Linked DNA regions of Mus musculus: regions 2, 3, 4 and 5 are each linked to region 1. The links are chromatin contacts, called in public HiChIP or PLAC-seq and promoter capture Hi-C maps. All regions are on one chromosome and are shown on one strand. Each heading gives the region's core, a stretch centred on a gene start, on an enhancer-like site or on the middle of the called end of the contact. The rest is flanking DNA. Distances are from core to core; before and after follow the strand shown. Region 1 holds the start of Cacul1 (CDK2 associated, cullin domain 1). Region 2 has its middle 19 kb from the start of Gm33756. Region 3 holds the start of 2700089I24Rik (RIKEN cDNA 2700089I24 gene). Region 4 overlaps Slc18a2 (solute carrier family 18 (vesicular monoamine), member 2). Region 5 holds the start of Emx2 (empty spiracles homeobox 2).

Region 1 (2,700 bases), core at 160-2,659:
TACCTAGCTATGGAAGCACACTGCCTGATTGTGAACATTTTGGGGTCAGTTTTTATCTTCTATCTGCAAGTGAATTTCAAGGCAGACCGCTAAAAAGTTCAACCTGCGGTAGGATCCTGGTTACAGTCACTTGCTGAACCGCTTCTCTGGAACGTGATTTTACACATCAACTTCAAAGACTTGTAGCAGTTCCCACTACATAGTAGAAGTAACTAAGAATTCCCTGACAGGATGCAAAAACTCACAGAGAACAAAGAGTTGCTAGAGACCAACGTTCAGAAGCCCGATTTGCTAAAAGTACAGCGGCAAAGAATACAAGAACACATTTCTTTGCTCTCTGGTTGAAAAAAAAAGACGAAAGGCCTCTAACGAAATTCAAGACCGCCTTACTTTTCCCTCTCGCTCTGTAAGGTGAAACTTTGAAGGGGACACCCTAGAGAAGAGCTTACTAATGTTGAGAGATGATCAGGAGTATTAAAGATCTTTTCTAAAGCATAAGCTGAGGCTGCGCAGGTGTAACAGGCAACACTGGCTGGCTGGCCGGATACTGGCCGCAGACACCGAATCAGGGTGGGAGGGTTAAGAGAAGGAAAGAGAACTAAGCCTGGAACAAAGGAAGTGGAGTTACTCTCAGGGCGGGGGGATTCCACGAGCTGGTGTGGAGAAGCCTGGCTGGGGGGTGGGGGTGGGGTCGTGGAGGAGGGACAGACTCACGGAACTTGGAGGTGGAGGTGTTGATGTTGATAGTGGAGCTGGAGGTGGGGGCAGGGGCCGTCTTGGCCACCGCGGCGGCTGCGTCGCAGCTCTTCAACATCATGATCACCCCGTTTGGTTCCGGCAAGGGCGGAGGCCCCATCGGGAGCCCTTCCTTAGGACCCTTCCTCTCCATGGAGCCCGCGTGCACAGCCAGCAGCTGTCCCCCCGGGAGTTCTCGGCCTGGATCCGGGATGGACGACGAGGGCCGCGGCGGCGGCGGCGGGGGCAGCGGCGGGGCCGGCGGAGGCTGGCGGAAACTGTCCGCGGCGGCCTCCCAGTTGTTGTGATTCTGGTCGTCCATCATTGCCTCGTAGGTGAGCATTTCCTCCTCCTCCATGCTCTCCTCCATCCCGCCGGGCCGCGGCTTCCCAGGCACCTGCCCGCCCACCTCAGCCCCCGGGCCTGGGAGCGCAGAAGCCGCCTCGAGTTCACATCGCCCGGAGCCCTCGCGGGTGCGGCGGAAAATCCAGTGGCGCACCGAGCGCTTTCGCCCTCCGTCAAGACGACTCCGCCGGAGGAACCGCTGACTGAGGTGGGCACTCCCGGGGTCTGGTTCTGAGAGGCAGCCGCAAAGGGCTGACGTCCCTCACGACATTTTACAGCAGTTTCTTCTGGCCTTTGGAAAGGGCTCTGGGGGAGCGGCCAGGAAGGCACGTGATGCGAGGGACGGCCTGGAGAAAGCTGGGCGAAAAGGGGGCGGGAGCTATGAGTCACCTCAAGGCGAATGCACCCAGCGGCGCGATTCCCTCTCCCTCCCCTCCCCACTCCCCCCTCCCCATCAGTTTAGACCAGGTGTCCAGACCCGGATTCGCTGGCCCCGCCCCCGGCCGACATTACGTGATAAAGGACTTTGGTCTGCGCACGCGCATTCTCTAACTTGTTGCCACAACTAGTCTGGGTGTGCCCGAGAGTGGACCCAAAAACGGCGCACCAACGCTCTTATGTTTAACAGCCCCCTTCCCTTTTCTTTTTTAGTCTTTTCGTCTTTTCTTTTTTCTTTTTGTACTCCAAACTGGGCTCCAACTAACTCCAAGCAGTCCTCTTTCCTCAGCCTTCTGAGTGTCCCTTCATACCCCATGCTGGCTAACCTTTCCATAGTGAGGGTCCCCCACCGACACAGGCTTTTTGCCACCCAGACCTTGACCTCGCAGCCTGAGCCTTTGCTTGGGGAATGAAAGGACAGTGTGGCAGTAGGCCCTGGGTACAGACTCCAAAGGGTAGACTGTTGGTGTGTGCCGTTTTTTAGCCCTAGGTATCCCAAACTAAGAAGGACAGAATATTGATTCAGAAATTGCACAATATACATTCCTTCCCAGAGTATGTGAAACATTTACAAAAGATAAACATACTGTGTCTCTAAGCAAGTGTCTCTGCATGTCTGAGGACTGACATAACCACATTCTCTGACCACTGTGCAGTTAGAAACTATTAGGGTTCTCTAGAGTCACAGAACTTATGGAATGTCTCTATGTATTAAGAGAAATTATTGGGATGAATGACAGTCTGCAGTCCAGCTAACTTAGCAATGGCCAGCTGTGATGGGGAGCTCTAAGAATCTAAGTAGTTGCTCAATCCCACCAGGCTAAGTCAGCTGGTCTTCTGTATAAACTAGAATCCTGAAGAAATAGGTTCCAACAGATGTGTTGGCAAGTGCAAGCAGGCAAAGAATGAATGCTTTTTCCATTGTCCTTATGTAGACCTCCAGCAGAAGGTGCGGCCCAGATTAAAGATGTGTACCACCATGCCTGGACCTAAGCTTTTGTTTAATGGAACTTGCTCTGTCTCAGGCTGGGCTTGAACTCAGAGATATGCTTGCCTCTGTCTCCTGGGATTAAATGTGTATACCATCTTGTCTGGGCCTAAGCTTTTCCTGGGCACTGTGCCTCAAGTTCTAGATCAAAAGTGTGTGTCATCCCATGTCAAGACCTGGGTGTCTTCCAGCTT
Region 2 (2,700 bases), core at 26-2,525, 1.2 Mb before region 1:
GAGTCCAGCTTGTGTCCCATATACAAGCTCGTGTTATGTATTGTTGTGTTGTCGAGTAGGACAATAGCTGGGATGTATCATTAGATTTTTGAAAAGCAAATTTCAAGATAATATGTACTATAGTTTTGTCTGGAGGGATGGGAAGCTGATAGGTGAATGCCTATTTATAAGCGCCCCAGACAAAACAAGAAACAGAAAAAAAAACTCACACCAATGATACATAATGACCCAATAATCCTCAGAAGGGTAGGACCAGAAGAGGGGAAAACCATAGACTCATTATATATATGTATACTTACCAATATAACACTTCAAGCGCTATGTTTTTTTAAATATCTATGCAATAAAGTGGGAGAGAGAACCCTAACTTGTTGAGGGGGTGGGGAGCTGCTGTTCTAAGCAATGGGGAGTATGTTCTGGGGCTCTGTGGATGCATGTTGCTTTTTAGGGGTCAAAACAGGACACTCCACTCCCAGACTCTCTGCCTGCCTCTTCTCCACTTGGTGTGTTCCTTCATAAGCCACCCTTGTGTTATGAGGACCTTGGTCATTGGGTTACAGGCCCCTGAGTCTGGAGTGCCTGGTCTGCTTGATTGTGCCTGCCCAAACCCTCTTAGCAATGAGACCAAGTTGTAATTGAAAGCTTCAACTCAGGGGATTAGAATTGCACTTTCTCCTCATAGGTTTATTCTGGAGCTGCCCTGGACCACAAGACCCTAAGCTTATACTAGATTCCATAGCTCTAACCACTGTGAACCAAAGAATCCCATTTCTCCCTAATTTATTAGCTTTGCATTGATCTACTGCCCTTCAGTGCAGGGCCTGACAAACATACACTGTTTTCCTACTGACTCCCAGCCAGGTATGTGGTGGGAAGCCTGGCCAGCTGGCAATGAGCTCACCTGGGCCAGGGAGGCTGGTGGGGATGCAGCCAAGGTTTCCCCTTCGATTTCTTCTTTGCCTGGTCATGGGGTTTGTTGGCAAAGAGATGGATGATGGCCTAGTTCTGCAGCTCAGAAGCCCATGACTATCTACCTCTCTGCCCCTGGCTCTGTATCTGGTTTCTGTATCCTTTTCAACACTCGTGTGTGTGTGTGTGTGTGTGTGTGTGTGTGTGTGTGTGTGCACTCTTATGTGCATATTCATGCATGCACATGTGTGTGTGTGCAAGTACACATATGTGGGAGCATTTGGAAGCCAGAGGTCAACCTTGGGCGCTATTCCTAAGAAGCCCAGGAGCTATTAACCTTGCTGTAGTTTGTTTGCTTTGGAGACAGTGTCTCTTACTGGGACTTGGGGCTTACCAACTAAGCTAGGCTGGCTGGCTACTGATCTGCCTGACTCTGCCTCCCCACTCTGGAATTACAAATGCAGATCACTAAGCCTGGATTGTTGTACAGTTTCTGGGGACTGAACTCAGGACCTCATGTTTGCTGACTATGGTGGTAGCAGGGACTCGGTGTCTACCAATTTCACCAGCCAGCAAAGCCAGCACCAAACTTTCCTCCTGGATGCTGCATCAGTCCCTTGTTGTGTCTCAGGGCTGTGTCATTTGCTAGGACTTCTGGAACAGTGTTACAGATTAGGTATCTAAACAGCAGGCTTCTGCTTTTGTTTGTTTGCTTGCTTGTTTGTTTGTTTGTTTTTTGAAGTATGAGGTCAAGGTCAGTAAGACTCCTTCCTTTCACAGAATTTGCTGGTGAAGGAGAGTGGGTCTCTTGCCCACTTCCAACCTCTGGCAGCATCTGGCATTTATTGGCATTGCCTATCTCTGCCTCCTGATGCGTTTTCCCTGTGTGAGTGCCTGTCACACTTTAGAGGCCCAATCCTATTGAGTTTGGGTCCCTACTGCTTCCAGACAACTTTGTCTCACCTGAGCATGTCTGTTGTGACTTTGCTTCTGAATAAGTTTGCTCCTTTGGAGTCCAGGTTTAGGGAAATAAAGTTGGTTTTAGAGTTATATAAGATGAATGAACTTAGTAGGTCCAAAGGAGAGAATGTCAGACAGGCTCACTTGATTCACAAGGTCAACGACTTGCCCAAAGACCGAGGTGGTCAGAAATGTGTGTGTGTGTGTGTGTGTGTGTGTGAGAGAGAGAGAGAGAGAGAGAGAGAGAGAGAGAGAGGTGGGGGGAGAGAAGACGGGGAGTACCAAGAAATGGGAGATTCTACCTTTTCTAAAGCTCAGTCAAGCTTAGCCTTCCTCTGCCCTTGACCGTAATTACCCACAGGGAGAGATTAGACCAGCCTGTGCTTCAGGGCTGTCTAGTCAGGTCATCTTATGTAGGATGGGGGATGCTTCTGTGGTTATCATCACCCTCTTCATCCAATGAACCTTCTGTTACAGTTAACTTCTACTGTCAACTTGACAGAGCTTAGAATTAGCATGGACACACACTTCCGCGTGTGCCTAAGAGAGTGTTTCCATACATGTTTAACGCAGCAGGGAAGGCCCACCTTGAATGTGGGCAGCTCCATCTCAAGCTCTGGGATCCTGAATTTAATAAAAGGGAGAGAGCTGGACACCAGCACTCACCCATCTCTGCTTCCTGACAATGGGTATAACACGGCCAGCCGCCTCAAGCTGCTGCTGTCCATGATAGACTGCATCTTCACCCTGTGAGCCAAATGTTATCCGATGCTCTGTCACACAGCTAAAGATTAACGAAGATACTGCCTTCATCCCAAACTCACTCAGCGC
Region 3 (2,700 bases), core at 51-2,550, 1.1 Mb before region 1:
AGTGGTCAACACATCCTGTCTCTGCTGTCACTTGGTGATATGGCTTGGTTGGCCTTGGCCTGTGTTTGCCAGTTCCTGGGGTTGTAAGAGATTTCATTGTGGTTGCTTCTAGACGGCTGTACATGTATGTGACTGGTCAGTGTGAGTTGGCTCTGGAGACTACAAGTAACTTCTGTGTCCATGAGTCTACATTTAGATCCTGAGGGTGTTTATACGTCCAGGGACACAGGTGATTACTTGGGCCCATTTGGTCATTTGGCCTGGCTCAATGGGTGACGTCTCACATCCTTACACTGACAGGCTAGGGATGTGGGTTTCACTGAAAGCCCATAGCTCCTGCAGCGTGGATGTTGTACTGTTCATCCTCCTCTTTCCACAGTGTCTGGGGTTCGCCCTGGATGCTTCAAGACTCCTCACCTATGAGGGCTCATAGCTGCTTTCTCCCAATAGCCTCTTAATAGCCCTTGAGGTCAGAGGTCAGTTGAACAGATGCTGCAGTGGATACTATACAGACAAATAATCTAAACTTGGCAAGATTTAAAGAGTGTCTTGAGGTTGCACTGGCTGGTACACAGTGGCAGGCCTACACTCTGCCTTCTGAGTCAGTCTAGTGCATTTTCTTCTGTTCTGCACAGATGGAGAATCATGAATATTCTAGAACACATCACCAGTTAAGCTGTATGGGAGGCTGCATGCCTGTACTTATCACTTTAATTTAGAAATATTAACTTTAAAAATCCTGTCAACTAACACATGTTCCCACACTGGTTTTCACACAACATTGGATAGAAAATGGCACCGATCATTTGTCCTCCTCTGACTTGCAGCCCTGGTGAAAGTGGACAGGAAGGCAGAGGAAATACCTTAGCCCAAGGTGTTTGAGATGGACAACTTCTTTAGTCAAGAGTCAGAAGTATTTACAACAGGAAATCTTTGTCAAAGACTTTCTAATGGTTCCCCAAGATGCAATAAAGGCACGTTAGCCTGGAGCATTGCTCTTCAGAGGCTGGGCTGCCAGCCTCTGACTGGGCGCCTGCACATTCCTGGGAGCAGCAGAGTCTGATCTTCTGACTGGGAGGGTGGGAACAACGGACACCCAGCGTTGTCAGGCTTTGGCAAGAGGGAGATTTATACCTGTGCCTTGCTCTATGCTGGCCTCTCTGCTCTGGGATGGAACAGCTGTTATGTTTGATCATCTTTCAAGAAAGACAAAGCTCCTATCGGGCAGACACACCCACCGTCTGCTTCCCCACCCCTGCACTCTTGGAGTGACTTCCCTGCTTGCTTCCAGCCTACGGTTAGAGTGTAAACAGCTCAGATGAGAGTCTGCCTATTAGGCACTTAAAACAATATTGAGACTGAAGATCTTGTGCCTTTCTTCCAACACAATTCATTGATTCTGCAGTGGAAGTGATTTTATTGATTAGGTAAGTGTTGGAGGTAGTAGGTGTGGGTCAGAGCATCTTCAGCTACCCTGGGCATGTGAATAAATTGCAGGTGGTACTGGAGGTGGAACCCAGGGCCTCATGCATGCTAGGCAAGCATTCTTCTACCACTGGGTTACATCCTACCCCTCATTTGGATGCTAAGGTGATACTCTATAGGAAGCTGTGGATGGACTGTAGTAAAGTGTTCATACAAAAGATCTGTAGCCCTGCCTGGAACTTGGTATATTTCCCCATGTCATGACCCCTTCTGACCCACTCTGTCCCATTTAACAGGTAGTCTTTCCTTCTCAAGTCAAGGGAGACAAGCTCAAGGAAGAGATAAAGTCAAGCAAGCTTGACCCACACTCCTGTGCTTCACAGGGTAGGTACACAAACCGCATCAAGAGTCAAGAGGACCCGTAGGCAGGACATGTTAACTTTGGCCAGTGGGACAGTATGGCCCCACCTAAGATTGTTTGAATGGCTCTGGGTGAGCAGGAGATAGGGTCTTCTAAGTAGCAGAAAGAGTGATGCCCAGCAGGGGGAACTCAGAGAAACCCAGATAAAATCCCTCCAAAGGGAGAGAGTGAACTTTGGACATCCATGATAGTCAAGTCCAGCTCTCAATTATATCTGAATTCTTTTTGGAAGATAAAGGGTGGAGAAGATAACTTATCCTAAAGGCTTTGTAGTGGAGAGCAGGATACACAAAGTTGGGAAATAGAGAGGCCTATGGTCCCTATTCCATGCAGGCTGACCTCCCTCTGCCTGAGGCTAGCCCAACCTGGGGAGACCCTGGTATGTGTGAAGATTGGAACACTAAGTGCTGGAGCTGACAAGAGAATACAAGCTATTGGTTGGTGAAGGGTAATAAGGAAGGTTGTGGGAAGCATCTGAGATTTTTCTTCCCAGGGCAGAAAAAGAACAATCCACAGGTCTGTTATGATGATTGGGGTTGAAGGAGGGATGCTGGACAAAGTTGTTCAGTAGAATACAAGCATACTAGTATTAATGGATGGAAATTCTCTTCTATGGCTATGCGTGAACATCAGAGACTTCTGTTAGTACAGATAGACAAGGAAATAGTCACACGAGCCATGGCTGTATCCAGATAGAAAGACCATCTTTCTTGAGCGCCATTATTACATATACTTTGGGCCAGATATTTTTACATACTTGAGTTTAATCTTAAAAAATAGAGGTAAGTACAATTCCTGTCCTGCACAAGTTTCTAAGTTCTTGGTTTAATGATGACCACAGATAGCCTGCAGAT
Region 4 (2,700 bases), core at 109-2,608, 1.3 Mb before region 1:
AAGGCACACCATCTGACCTACTTAACCATTTATAACTTTTTTTTTTTTTGGTAAGTAAAACTACCACCCAGTAAAGCTTTTGGGAGATCCCTGCAAGGCAAAGTTTCTTTACCCATTATGCTATCTCCCTAATCCCCGTGTAGCTTTTAAAGACAGGGTCTCACTCTAGATTGCTGGACTCAAACTCTGAGACGTATCTGCCTTTCCATCCTGAGTGCTAACATGAAAGGTGTGCCCTATCACACACAACAATTCTCAGAACAGTTTTTATCTAGTCCACATTCTATGTCCAGTCCAGCAGTTAAGATTAGCTATAGAAGTGTAATAGTGGAAGAATGGAGAGATGCCCTTCAAAGTGGCCGTGCTGCCTGTGGGCCAAGTTCAGGTCAAGGATCATGCCTTTTCCTGGTTTTGGTGGTGCTTTCCAACTGCTGTCTCTATTGCCTCCTAACATGAACTCTGGTAGCTGTTAGTCTAGTGTGTTTTACCTACTGCTCTCCATAATCTATGATTTGCCTATTCAAACCTGTCTTCAAACTGTCCCATCTTTCAGGGTTCACCTAAAGCTCTCATTTTATCTGTAGACTTTTGCTAACCCTCAACCTCAACTGAGTCTTCCACCTGTGGCCCTGAGGGGACATGACCATACCTTTGGAGTATGTCAGCTGATGGCTGCTATAATCTTAATATATTGTAACTAAGGCAGTGTTTCTGGAAGTTGTTGATAGCACTGTTGCTGTGAAGGTAGTTACCTGGGATTTCATTTTTAATCAGCTCTACTCTACCCCCAGCCCATCTCCCCAGTGTTCTCTGGGCACATTTCCTTAAGAATCACTAATCTGGGGAGATTACCTTTCTGCTTCAATGGCTAAATCTTTGTATAACGCAGGGAGAATGGTTCAGGTGTATAATCTGTTGCCTCAACTATTTTAATAATCAAATCTTTTAAGTACAACTATCAATTCACTCAGTACGCAGCATAATTGGAAAGGGAGTTTGAGATGACTGTCTGACTTGGGTCACTGTCCTTATCTTGTGCCACACAGCAGATCATTTGAGAATCTCTTGGGAAATGATAAAAGGGTTGAACACTGACTGAGTCTTATCACATATGGAGGACTAGAGCTGAGAATAACTAGCAGACATCAAGACAGACTGCCACAGGCAGTATTAGAACATTTTAATCTGCTCAGATTTGCAGACTGCACAGAAAGAAAGAAAAAACTTGCTGGGAATGGTTTCTTATGAAGGAGGGAAACTGCCCAGACACACCAGATAATTTGGCTTGCACATGCCTCCCACTGCACTTCTCCAGCTGCTCTGGGCTGTGTAAAAAGTGCAGTCTGTCCTGAGGCTGCCTGGGTTTCTTCCTCTGCACGTAATGCACACGGTTAACTCTCTGTACTCGCCAGTTCTAGCTCTGTAGACTCAACCACTGAATCCAAACTAAAAGCTATTTTGTACAGTTCTTTATCATTCCCTAGCTACAGTGCACATTTCTATTATGTTCAGTACTGCAAGTGATCTAAAGCTGATTTGAAATAAACACAGATATATGTTCTATGCAGATAGACTATTCTACATAAAGGACTTAACCATCCGCAGATTTCGGTGGCCAGGGTATATAGCCCTTGGTCAAGTTCTTTTTAAATTTTTATTTCCCTACACGTCTGTGTTAGTCAGGTTCCTTAGAACTGGAGTTACAGACACTTGTGAGCTGCTATGTGAATCTGGGTCCACTGGAAGGGGAGCCAAAGCTCTTAACCACCAACCCAGATCCCCAGCTCTCCTTGATCAAGTTCTTTAAGCCTCTACCCATTCTCAACTTCTCATCTAGACTCATTGTGAAAGCTAAAGCTTTAGTCTCTGAAATGAAAGCATCATTTTTTTCTTTTTTTATTTTGCAGTCACACTTAGTTTTGGTTTAATTTTCAAAAATAGAAAGGGCAGAGGAACTTTATTGTACATTTGTGCTATAAAGTAGGATCTAAAAAGGGAGATATCGAAATATCACATTTGTAAGCAGAATGTGGTCTTAACATATTGTAAAATAGTCTGGCTCTCACCAGAGCAAGGTCCATGACTGGAACTAGTGAAGTGGATCCCTATACTTCCAACAAGAGCTCTCTTCAAACATCATTAAGTTCCCTGTTGTGGCAGTCTATAAAGTGGAAATTGGATGTAATGAGGTCCACAGGCCCTCCCCATACAAAATTTTCAGTTTAACTTTTCTAAAACCTAACCTACCTTTGAGTCAAAAAACTCAATTTCTATCTCCAACAGGTACAAGGAAAACATTCTAGATGTTTTACTTCTTGCCTGAAACTCTCCACTGCGTGGAGGACCACAGACCTTCAGGGTCAAGACATTCGATGGCTTCGAATGACTATTATACAGCTTTCAGAACAGTAATCCTTAACAGTAGGTTAAAACCTCTTTATCTTTATAAAACAAGAAGTTAATGTACTTGCATTTTGCTTCCAGGCTATCCTCATGGACCACAACTGCCCCATTAAGACAAAGATGTACACTCAGAATAATGTCCAGCCGTACCCCGTCGGTGATGATGAAGAATCTGAGAGTGACTGAGCCCCTCTAACGTTGCCCAATGTTTAACTGTGTACATGTGTCTCCAGTGAGATGACTTAAGAGCTGTCTTAGTCACGCCATCCATTGCTGGCATAGAGTAAAACAACCAAA
Region 5 (2,700 bases), core at 156-2,655, 1.1 Mb before region 1:
ATTTAAAGGACGCCAGAAAAAAATTATCATTAATTGTAAAATACCTGCTGGTACTTCACTTTAGAAGAATGTAATTGGCAAAGGGTGTGTGTGTGGGGGGGGGGAGGCGGCTGATGAATAGATAATAGATCTTTAACCACCAATAAACAGAGAGCAGCGCCAGCAGGCTGGGGGGATGTGATCATAATTATGCCTCAGCGTGAGCCAATGGGGACGAGAGAAGTCGGCCCTAAAATCATCCCAAAACCGAAGGCAAGCTCGAAAATGCGGACAGGGCCTAGGACCGGAGACACAATCCTAAGTGCCAGGTTGCGAAACCTGGATTTGTAGAGCAACCCAGCCCTGGGACAACAGATGTCAGAATAAAAATAGGTACAGTAATAATAGCAATAATGGGAACAGTGTCAACGCCACTAAGGACAATGGAACGATAACACAGTCATAACTTCAGCTTCTGACCTAGGACCCAAGACTCCTTTCCCAAATAACCCCACATTTCCCAGAAAGAGCTGTTTTGGGGACAGAAGTGACCACCCTCCAGAAAGGATAAGCAGAAACTCTTGGGTGCAAGCTGGAAGTCCACTGCCACGGTACAGGCGCAGCTGGCCCCTCAGGTTTGAACTTAAAAAAACGAACCAGCCGGGTCAAAGACTGCAAACGCGTGGACCCTGGAACCTCGAAGCTACGCTTGGTTGGAGGGGTGGGAGGACCCCCCCCCTCGAGCGCCTAGGAAACCTCGGGAGTTTTGCTGGGGGTGGGGATTGGTAGGAGTGAAGCGGGTTAGCCCTTGCCCGGAACCAGTCCCCGCCCGCTTACCCTCGCCGGGCGCCCGAAGCCATCTCAGTGACCCGGGCGCGGGCCTCCAGGGGACAACCGCAGCGGAGCTTAGGGTGTGAAGAAATCTGCGTGTCCGTCCGTGATTCAGTCCCATCAGCTCCAGCGCCGCAGGCTTAGGATCCAGGGGTCCGCAGCAAAGGCAGCGCAGCCCCGAGACTCTGCAGGGACCCGGGTGCCCCGGTGGGAGTGGTGTGGGTGCAGTAGGAGGCGGTGGCTGAGGGGGAGGAGGAGGGGGAAAGAGGAGGAGGAGGAAGAGGAGGAGGAGAGGAACGAGGAAGAGGAGGAGAAGAGGGAAGCGGAGGAGGCGAAGGAGGAGGAGAGAAGCCGCAGCGGGCGCCGCAGGAGCGAGGGAGCTAGCCCGGAGCGCAGGGCGAAGACACCAAGAGGTCGGCGGCCGGGCGGGCGGCTGGAGGCACAGCCGGGGCAGTAGCGCCGACTCCGTTCCATTCTGGGCCCGGATCCAGGCCTCCGGGTTCCCAGGCGTTCGCCTCCCTCTGACGCACTTTAAAGAGTCTCCCCCCTTCCACCTCAGGGCGAGTAATAGCGACCAATCATCAAGCCATTTACCAGGCTTCGGAGGAAGCTGTTTATGTGATCCCCGCACTAATTAGGCTCATGAACTAACAAATCGTTTGCACTACTAGTGAAGAAGCGAACACTTCCATGGATTGTCCTTGGACTTAGGGCGCCCTGCCCGCCTTTTGCAAAGGAGAGAAAACTTTTTTTTTGCCTCCCCGAAAACCCCCTCCCTGCCTCTAACTCCAATCTCCCCCCCCCCCACGCCACCTCGCTCAAAAAAATATTACCCCAATCCACGCCTGCAAATTCTTCTGGAAGGATTTTCCCCCCTCTCTCCAGGTTGGGCGCGTTTGGTGCAAGATTCTCGGGATCTTCGGCTTTGCCTCTCCTCCCCCTCCCCCTCCTTTCCTTTTTCCTTTCCTTTCTTCCTTCCTTCCTTTCCTTACCCCCACCCCCACCCCAAACAAACGAGTCCCCCATTCTCCTCGGTCCTCGCCGCGGGCAGCGGGCGGCGGAGGCAGCGCGCCGCGGTCGCCGGGAGCAGGGAGCCCAGCGCGCCCGCTCCTCGGCGCAGCATGTTTCAGCCGGCGCCCAAGCGCTGCTTCACCATCGAGTCGCTGGTGGCCAAGGACAGTCCCCTGCCTGCCTCGCGCTCCGAGGATCCCATCCGTCCCGCGGCACTCAGCTACGCCAATTCCAGTCCCATAAATCCGTTCCTCAACGGCTTCCACTCGGCCGCCGCCGCCGCCGCCGCCGGCAGGGGCGTCTACTCCAACCCGGACTTGGTGTTCGCCGAGGCGGTCTCGCACCCGCCCAACCCCGCCGTGCCGGTGCACCCGGTGCCGCCGCCGCACGCCCTGGCCGCCCACCCCCTGCCCTCCTCGCATTCGCCACACCCCCTCTTCGCCTCGCAGCAGCGGGACCCGTCCACCTTCTACCCCTGGCTCATCCACCGCTACCGATATCTGGGTCATCGCTTCCAAGGTACGTGCCACGTCGCGGAACTGAAGCACGCCGCTCCGGTCGCCTCCTTCATTGCGCCCGGCCTGCTCCGGGTGGGCGCTCCTCGAGGCCTGGACGGGCGGAGGTCAGCCCGGGTTCTTGGTTCTGAAACTGGGCAGCTAGGGGCCCGAGAGGCTTTGGTCCCCAGTCTCTGAAGCTCGTTTGGGTTACTGGCTTGCCCACTCCTTGACCCTTTGTAAAAGGGTGCAAACGAGGTGTCCCGTGGTTCGGGCCGGGGTCGGGCTGGCTGGGACACGATGCTGGGCGACGAAGCCCGCTGTCAAGAAGCTCTGAGCCCGCGAGGTCTTTGAATCCTGTTTCCCTGGACCGTGTTCCCGGCCG

What was found. Promoter capture Hi-C pulls out the DNA fragments that hold promoters and counts their contacts. HiChIP or PLAC-seq counts read pairs in DNA pulled down with a chosen protein or histone mark.
Region 2: a contact with region 1 is called in a promoter capture Hi-C map of liver, with 2.5 times the contacts expected there. The contact joins the enhancer-like site here to the promoter of Cacul1 in region 1. A contact is called at or near these places in 10 of 39 promoter capture datasets (the C10 cell line, the HPC-7 cell line, cranial neural crest and 6 more), 9 of 115 datasets of contacts at active chromatin or transcription factors (astrocytes, embryonic forebrain, embryonic stem cells and 4 more) and 1 of 9 other capture datasets (adipose tissue).
Region 3: a contact with region 1 is called in a promoter capture Hi-C map of hippocampal neurons, with 2.3 times the contacts expected there. The contact joins the promoter of 2700089I24Rik here to the promoter of Cacul1 in region 1. A contact is called at or near these places in 1 of 39 promoter capture datasets (hippocampal neurons) and 1 of 115 datasets of contacts at active chromatin or transcription factors (large pre-B cells).
Region 4: a contact with region 1 is called in a promoter capture Hi-C map of hippocampal neurons, with 2.5 times the contacts expected there. The contact joins the enhancer-like site here to the promoter of Cacul1 in region 1. A contact is called at or near these places in 9 of 39 promoter capture datasets (the 3T3-L1 cell line, the C10 cell line, HPC-7-derived erythroid cells and 6 more) and 1 of 115 datasets of contacts at active chromatin or transcription factors (embryonic stem cells).
Region 5: an H3K4me3 HiChIP or PLAC-seq map of forebrain shows a contact between it and region 1, with 6 times the contacts expected there. The contact joins the promoter of Emx2 here to the promoter of Cacul1 in region 1. A contact is called at or near these places in 5 of 39 promoter capture datasets (the 3T3-L1 cell line, cranial neural crest, embryonic stem cells and 2 more), 2 of 484 Hi-C or Micro-C datasets (embryonic stem cells and granulosa cells), 9 of 115 datasets of contacts at active chromatin or transcription factors (embryonic limb bud, embryonic midbrain, embryonic stem cells and 3 more) and 2 of 9 other capture datasets (embryonic stem cells and embryonic trunk).

What each region holds. Positions count from the first base shown.
Region 1 is chr19:60,579,614-60,582,313 of GRCm38.p6, forward strand. Cacul1 (CDK2 associated, cullin domain 1) reads right to left here and starts at 1,410. Exons shown (of 9, transcript NM_030197.2): 1 at 715-1,410. The coding sequence starts at 1,105.
Region 2 is chr19:59,407,381-59,410,080 of GRCm38.p6, forward strand. No RefSeq gene overlaps it. Among named protein-coding and RNA genes, the nearest start is that of Gm33756, 19 kb to the left of the region's middle. Within about 2 kb of position 1,276, at least 6 of the 459 cell types and tissues checked have an H3K27ac peak or open chromatin away from gene starts, as enhancers often do. A contact at or near this core is called in liver, where this site is marked.
Region 3 is chr19:59,491,836-59,494,535 of GRCm38.p6, forward strand. 2700089I24Rik (RIKEN cDNA 2700089I24 gene) reads left to right here and starts at 1,301. Exons shown (of 5, transcript NR_045308.1): 1 at 1,301-1,427; 2 at 1,722-1,809.
Region 4 is chr19:59,291,328-59,294,027 of GRCm38.p6, forward strand. It overlaps Slc18a2 (solute carrier family 18 (vesicular monoamine), member 2), which reads left to right. Exons shown (of 16, transcript NM_172523.3): 16 at 2,485-2,700. The coding sequence ends at 2,589. Among named protein-coding and RNA genes, the nearest start is that of Slc18a2, 32 kb to the left of the region's middle. Within about 2 kb of position 1,359, at least 6 of the 459 cell types and tissues checked have an H3K27ac peak or open chromatin away from gene starts, as enhancers often do. A contact at or near this core is called in hippocampal neurons, where this site is marked.
Region 5 is chr19:59,457,285-59,459,984 of GRCm38.p6, forward strand. It overlaps Emx2 (empty spiracles homeobox 2), which reads left to right and starts at 1,406. Exons shown (of 3, transcript NM_010132.2): 1 at 1,406-2,340. The coding sequence starts at 1,932. It also overlaps Emx2os.